Linked DNA regions of Oryzias latipes: region 2 is linked to region 1. A link is a contact called in public Hi-C data. All regions are on one chromosome and are shown on one strand. The core of a region is the stretch at or near the end of the contact, and the rest is flanking DNA. Distances in the headings are between cores, read along the strand shown. Region 1 holds the start of mios (GATOR complex protein MIOS). Region 2 overlaps LOC101158883 (glucocorticoid-induced transcript 1 protein).

The links. A called contact is a pair of places that touch in the nucleus more often than the background predicts.
Region 2: a contact with region 1 is called in a Hi-C map of embryo, with 2.0 times the contacts expected there. The contact joins the enhancer-like site here to the promoter of mios in region 1. A contact is called at or near these places in 3 of 5 Hi-C or Micro-C datasets (all in embryo).

Annotation. Positions count from the first base shown.
Region 1 is chr16:30,578,051-30,581,928 of ASM223467v1, reverse strand. mios (GATOR complex protein MIOS) reads right to left here and starts at 2,199. Exons shown (of 11, transcript XM_020710486.2): 1 at 2,069-2,199.
Region 2 is chr16:30,614,533-30,618,608 of ASM223467v1, reverse strand. LOC101158883 (glucocorticoid-induced transcript 1 protein) reads right to left here. Exons shown (of 9, transcript XM_023963889.1): 5 at 1,910-2,023; 6 at 94-231. Among protein-coding and RNA genes, the nearest start is that of ica1, 19 kb to the left of the region's middle. Within about 2 kb of position 1,723, at least 2 of the 8 cell types and tissues checked have an H3K27ac peak or open chromatin away from gene starts, as enhancers often do. A contact at or near this core is called in embryo, where this site is marked.

The sequences.
Region 1 (3,878 bases), core at 950-3,449:
AGGACTGTGCGTTTAAAAAAAAAATACTACTTGAATGTCAAAGTGAAATAACCAAATAAGTAAATAAATAAACCTTAATAGACAGATATAAAATGGTAACTGTCAATAAATACATTAAAATAAATAAATAAGTAAAACATAAATAAAACTGACCTAAAAAAGGAAACTGTTAAAAACCTGAACAGTCTCTGCAGCCCTGAGGCATGCTGGGAGTTTGTTCCACAAACCCATAATAACTGAATGAGGCCTCGCCGTGTGTTTCAGTTCTAACTTTTGGGGAATCCAAAAGGCCTGAATCAGAGGACCTCAGGGTCCACCAGGACTCATCCGTCTGAAGGCCCGAGACCATAAAAACATTTAGAAACGTCTACGCTGTAAAATCCCATAATCAAGTATTTTAGTTGAGTTTCAGGCTTAAATCTCTTTTGACACTTGATGGAAGACAAAACTCACTAACTTCTCAGTAACAACCTGTTAAAAGTCAATAAATCTTCAGTCCATTGATCTTTAAAACTTTTCTTTTTCTGAAATACAAATAGATTTTTAACTCCTACATCATATTTTAAGCAGAAGTTTTATTTGTGATGATCTCATTTAAAAGAGATTAACCTGCTTGATTTGGGGAAACTGTGACACACAACATTTTTAAAGACAAAGTTGTCTTAGTGTGCGATTCTAGTCTTAATTTAGGACGATCACGGTCTAGAAATGAGGATTAATGAAAGGCGTTTAACAACGATCCGATTCTCTGACGTAAAACGGATCCAGGTCGTCTTTAAAACTTCCAGCAGTAAGAAATTCCTGCTACTGAACAGTTCTCCAGATTCTTTGGATTTCTTCAAGTGTGAATGAAATCTGTGTCCAAACCAACCAGTAAACTAGAATGAATGTCAAATCCATTCACATGTTAGTTTCCTAAAGTTCACCACTGTTGTTTTTCCACATCCAAAGAATCCAAAGGGAACATTCTTAGAACATTCTAGACACTGGATGGTCACATGACTTTATTCAAAGTCTGTCCACACATTGAATGATCCGTGTTATTGACGTCACGTGTGTTTTCCACTGTTTTTACCTTAAAGTCAAATAAACCTACTTCCTCTCAATCTAAATGGTATTTTCCAATGTTGATTACAGGTCGATTTATCTCAATTTTAATGTAGTTTAGGTTGAATCGATTAACAAATTGTCTCAGACAGATCAATTGGTTTGGACAAGTTGATTAATGATTACACCTCTAAGAGTTGAATGGGTTATATTTAATTGGGTTATTAAGTGTATAAATGTACCTACTTTAAGGATAGTAAAAAAAAAAACTTTCAGGTCTCTTTAAGACATAATATTTCCAATTTCCAGACCAAGAAGCCTAAATATGAGTGCATGACAGATTGTATTTTGTCTTAAAAGAGAAAATCATTGCAGCTTATTTTCAGAAATCTTCCCAAATACGTTTCAGTGGCAGATTCTTTTCACTTAAAGCAAAACAAAACTTATATTCTAGATTTTTCCTGTGAATTTCAAGGAAAATTCACGTCATGCTTTCATAAAAACCTTGAATAAATGTGAAGTCAGGTTACAAACATCAAACCCTGTTTGTCCTAAAATCCATTTAAGGTTCCAATCTAATCTGTTTGACGTTTTAATCACAGAAGGAGAGACTTTCAGGAGCAAAGGAACATTTAAAAAACCAGGATGGTTTTTATTTCACAAGCAGAAAAAACGCGTTTCTAGCTCATGGTTCCGTATAATAAAACACACATTTTATCTTATGTGAGAAATTCACTCCAAACGTGCGAATTCCTCTAGTTATATGTCATTACTTTAAAACTAATATCAAACCAAACAACTTCTGTCATTTATTTTGTTTAAAAAAGTCGCAGTAAACTACGAACAAAATGCGTTTTAGAATTGTTCACTCAAAAATCAGAAAGTTTGTTGACATGCTAATCTCACCAAGCTAATGCTAATGTTAACAGATCCAACGGAAAGGTTTTTATTTTGTTATTAAATCTAAATCTCCGACATATTTCATAGGAAATGATTCTCTAAGGACGCAGACGGTACTTACTCTCAGCAGGTTTAAACACACGAACGAGGTTCGGCTGGAAAACCACATGTCGCACACTCACAACTTTGGAGGAGCACAAGGATGTTGTGTGTTACACCAAAATATGTCCGTGTAGCAACAGCTGTCGGCGGTGTAACATTCCACTACGGGTTGCTGGACATAGAAACTACCACTAGAGGGCGCAGGAGTCACAGAAACGAAAGATAAGAACTCAGGAGACAAATCACAATTACTTTAAAACATAAATAGAAGCAGATTTATAATCTTAGTCTCCGTGGACGCAAAAAAAATAAAGTAAATATTTAAAAGCAAATGCATAATAATGAACTAAAATTAACATAAAAAGTTAAAATTAAAAATAAGTTATAAAAGAAAATATTTTTACAATTCCAATAAATATCCAGGGTTTCTAGAGAGAGGAGAGAGTGATGAGAAATCTGGATGAAGGAAGTGATGAAGTTTGGAGTTCAGGACAGGAATGCAGGAGGACAGATGGTGGAGGACCGTGCTAAAAGATTGGGAGCTTCTCCCAGAAGACCCAGCAGCTCCAGCTAAAGACATCATGGAGACTCGTTTCATCTGGAATGAGGAACGCAGATGAGGAGACTGTGCTGGAATGAGGAGAGTTCAGGAGTTTGTGAGGAGAAAAAGGTTAGCAGAAGTTGTGCAGGACATCCACAAGATGTTCTGTAGGACAGTGGAGCTGAAGGTGGAGGTCTGAACACATCGAGGAGGAGGAGGAACAGGGATGATGTTGGTAAAAGGATGGAGCTGCCAGAAGGGAAGAAGGTGGATGGATATAAAGAGTGAGGAGGATGCATTTGAGAGGATGAGATGGTGCTAGATGATTTGATTTGATGATTTTGTGACGCTCTGTCACATCTGCAGACAAACTAACAGTGAAGACTTATGAAAAGACATGGTGGAGGTGCTTCAGGGCTGCTTTTAGCCTCAGGGTCTGCTTTTATGGTTCTCCAGGAATTGCCAAAGACGGGTGACCTCCTTCAGATCATCATCTGTGTTTGATGTTTGAGTCGTTTTCATCTCTGAAGGCTCCAAATTGAAGAAACTACCCTGGGAGTGTCTGCAAAGATCCCATAAAACGAGCTGCTGGAGCTCCATCAAATATTAACAGAGTTTCAATGATTCCTTTATTATCTCCTCAAGCAACAGAAATACTGTCCCACAATGCTTTGCAGCTGCAGCTCCAGTTCTCATCCATGTGAAGAACAAAAGGCTGAACGGGAGCAGCTTCTGCAGCATCTCAGACACCTTCTCCCTCAGTTATGGGTTCAAGAACGTCGACTCTAAAGTAAAAAAAATAAAGGAAAGATCATTTATGTATTTAAAAAGTAAAAAACCCACAGAAATCTGATGAAAAGCGTCTCTCACATGAAGGATTTCTAGTGATAAAGACAAGAAAATACCACAAGTCTTCCAAAAACCAATAACCTTAATATCAATTTAGGCAGCAGGTTAAACAAAAAAATGACGATAACGATTAAAATCCTTGATTGTTTAGGGTGGATTCGTTTAAATCAAAGCCAAAACTCAACATTTCACATTATTTTGTTTTTATTCTGATGTTTTGACCATTTTCTCCCAGGAAATTGTTTTATTTTTAGTGAATTTTTAGATTTCTATAGACACAATATGATTATTTTGTTTCTGTTTTATTTATATCTTTTAAGTTTCATTTTGCCAGAATTCTTGCTTTTAAACAAATTTTACTCTTTTCTTGTAGTTTCGGGCCAAAACTTCAAACTCCAATCTTACATCTGTGACTTTTGATCTTTTATTTTTCATTTTA
Region 2 (4,076 bases), core at 474-2,973, 37 kb before region 1:
ATGAAGGTTCAATGAGGGTGAGGCTCTGCTGATGGTTTCCAAACACCATGGCGATCATGACAACAACCACAGACTGCGTGAAGGTTTGAGCACCTGCATGCCCTGCTCCCAGTCTTCTCTGATGAAGACGTTCTCCAGCTCGTGGTTGATGCCCTCCACGTTGCTCGGCACTCTGCAGATGAGGGTTTTTGTCAAAGGTGCGGCGGGGAAAGCTGCTGTAGTGCCCTTGTGCTGCAGACAGAGGAGAACCAGAAACAAAGGGGGGAGAGGAGGCCAGTTATTGGAACGTCCACGAGCCTTAGAGCAAACGGTGTCCGGTTCCATTCCCGCACAGGGCAGTGGAACGTCTGAACCGAATCACGTTTTCTGCATCAGACGCACAGAAAACGGTCCTTCACTGACACTCGGCTTCCTCTTTACACCAGTCGTAGATGATTCACCGAGAGGGTCTTTCTTTTAAAACCAAACGAGGAGTCGACCGAAAAAACCGAATCGTTAGCAAGTTTCTTAAGATAATCAGGTAAAAGTATGAAGTCAATGTCTTCTAGAGTTTTCCTGTAGATATCTCCTAAATAAGCAGACGCTTCCTGCCGTCTATCTGCATCTGAGCACGTGCAAACGCACCAGGTTCCATGGCAGCGTTGGTTTCCATGACAACCGTCTCTTTTGGTTGCCAAAAACAAATGGAGGACAGCAGCTAGGTGTCTTTGTGTTACAGGCTTCCCATTTTGTGACTGACTTTCACCACAAAATGAACCCGTTAGCCATCGCCGTTCTTCCTGTGACGGCGGTCTCCAATAGACGCCCGTCTCTATGAACACCGGGCAATGTTGCATAAATGCCAGGGCTACTATTGGAAAATATACGGTGGGAGTGAGGGGTGTGTCTCATGATATGTATCGTGATATAGATCCAAAGACTGTACGGAACAATTTTTTGTTTTTTTGAAGAGTACGACTATAAAATAAAAAATGACTTTAATATGAAAATGCTTTTCTTGTAATTAAAAAGGCAACATTTATTTTGTTTAATGATCACAACGTTAAGCACTGCAACTGTATCTCCAGTTGCTCTTACCCAGCAAGTTCATGTTGCTTTTCTTTTGGTGAGGAGACACATTTGTTCTTAGAGAGAACATTCAACATTGTCTGATTTACACAACAAAATACTTTTTTTAGTGTACCGGTATATAAAAAACCAAACATAAAATGAATGTGGTTGTGTAGGTGTTGCATGCCTCATAACAACAGGAACCGTGAAGGATGACTGCATATATAATGAGCTGCTTCTCGCTGAGATCTTGTTGTCGTTTTGTGTGTTGTAGAGCTGCTCAAAGAGGCTCAGTGTGCGATGCTGCCAGCTAGCAGTCGGGGGTTAAAGTGGAAAACAAGAGTCATTGATAAATAAATATCACAGCATTTTGAATTGTTACATGTATCACCAAGTGAAATATCGTGATTGATTTTCGCCCCCAACACCTCCAGTTAGAGTAATTATGTCAAGAAGATAGCTTTTATTTTATTTTAAACCAATATATAAAATAACTAGATTTGATTCATCTATGTGTTTTTTGCTAAAATTTCTTAGAAGAAGAATACTTGTCATTCAAATAAAAACCTTTCAGCATTGGGGGGTTTGTGTGCCACCACAGGGTTCTAGTGTTTATTTACAGCCCAAACAGGAGCAGAGCAGAACATGTCCAGACCTGTTCTCCTCTCCTGACACTTGGTGTCGTCGCTCATCGGTTACCAAGACGACGGCGTTTTGAATTACAGCTTTAAGAACTCGTTTTTACTGATGGAGGCGACGTGGATTTTAGTTCTGCCGTTCGGTTTCTTTCATGCTGCCTCATCTTTACCTGCCCCCTGCGACCGTCAGAGTCTCTCCGTGGGCGGAGTCGGAGCCTCACCTGCGTTTGGCCGGCGGTTCCGTGCAGCGACAGTTGGGGAAGCTGTAGATCGCGGTCTTTGCTCTGCCGGGTGACCTGCTTGCTGCGCTGCAGCTGCAGCCTCAGCTTTGCAATCTGCTGGTTTAAAAAAGAAAAAAAACAGTTCAGCAGATTTCAGTGAGTGGAGGAAATTCACATTTAAGGCTGGAAAAACCCCAAACCAACCAAATATTTACAGAGACATAATCGGACAAAAACACGATTTCACAGATCTGAAGTGTTTACTTTGGCCAAATGATTTACCAGTTCTCTAACGTTAGATAAAATGCCTGGAATGTCAACTTTTTTCTTTCTTTTAGTATTAAGGCAAGCACACTCTGCAGCCAGAGCAGTGCATGCAGCAGCAGCGGCGGCGGCAGCGAAGGGTGGATGATGAAGCGAGTGAAGTCAGTGGGTGAAACCTAAAAACAGGATGCTCTTTGTAAGACGAACAGACGCAGTTGTGCTGTGCAGACAAAGGTGCGGTCTTCAGCGCTGATCTGGTATTCCTGACAGCCCCGTCAACAAAGACCGGCTCTTTTCACAGAGGTCCTCCCACACTCAGTTCGCCGCCGCGACGACAAGTCCAAGCAGTTTGGACGGAAGAAGAAGAAAGAAAGAAAAAAAAAGAGCTGATGCAAACTAGTCTCCTATTTTGATTGCACAGGCCTGGAGCGCGGAAAGATGGCATCTAAATTTTATTAGCAGGCCTGGATCCAGCACGAGGCCGTAAGAAAGATTTAAAGGGATTTATCATGTTAACATTTTGACAATCATGTGAGAAAAGCATTTGCTCCAGGAAGTTCCTGAGGTTGTTTTTAAATAAAACACGCCATTACATGATGTTTTTTAGGTCCAAAACTGCATAAATGAGTTCTGTGGATGACATTATAAACTAAAGTCATTAAAAGCTCAAATGACACCATTCTTAGCCTCCGTGACGGTGTGGAATAAGGCGTTTGAAGTGGTGCAGCAGTGGTTCAGCTTTATCGCACCTTTTTCTATTCAGTGCAACAGGAAACCAAGTTGTTTATACAAAAGTCCTTGAAGCTGGAAACAATTAGTTGATGACTTCCTGCAGGACAGTCGCCAAAGATGTTCAAAAGGAACATTTCAGGGTTTATTATTACCTAAAGTTCAACCTATCCTAATGCAGTGTTGGAGGATTTCTGACAAAATAAGACTTTCCTAGAATAGGTAGTCTCTTGTGCAGAGAGAGTTGTGTGGGCGGCCGTGGTGCAGGGGTAGGGAGGTAGACCCATCATCGTGAGGTTGCAGGTTCGATTTCTGCCTTGAAGTGTCCTTGGGCAAGACACCGAACCCCACCTTGCCTCTGGTGGAAGGTTGGCGGCAGTGTTCAGTGTGTGAATGTGTGTGTGACTGTAAAGCGCTTTGGGCCTTTGAAAGCAGGTAGAAAGTGCTAAATAAGTATACGCCATACAAACCCTGGAGTCAGAAAGATGGGATAAAACTCCAAAGTGTCTGATCTAAAAATAAATAAATAAAACCTTCAGCTCCTCTGAAACAACAGACCATAATGAGATGTACACGGCCCTACACTTTGGGGAAGAGGGGGGATAAATTTAGATTATGGTCTGAAGAGTCCTATAACTATGCAGTTGCTTGGTTGGCCATCAAACCCAGCAGATAAGCAGGAGGGTAAAAAGTCTTTACGTAAAGGAACATTTTGACTTCCATCCAACTCTGACAAACAAGTAAACCAACCAACCTTCAAAATAAAAACTTTCAGGGTTATAATAGTCACAAATGTGCTTGTTCCATTTTTATTCTTTTGTGTGCGGATTTATCAAAATAAAGTATGCAAAGACACTGCGGAACTGAACTGATGATGTCAGTCTACGGGGGAAAATGTTTAAAACAACACAAAACCTTGTCTCACATTTAACACAAAGTCAAAACTTTGGTGGGAAAAAAATCATTGTGGGTTCGAGAGATTATAGAGGAGCTTTCTAGAAGTTCAAAGAAGTTGAACACCTCAAACAAAGTGACGGAGGTGGTAGCATGATAGTGTGGTGCGGCTTAGCAGTTGTAGAACCATCAAGACTTGTCCTGAAAGACAAGGCCCTGTTTCCACAGAGTGGTACGGTACAGTATTTTGAGTGTGACCCAACCATACCATGTCTGGGCC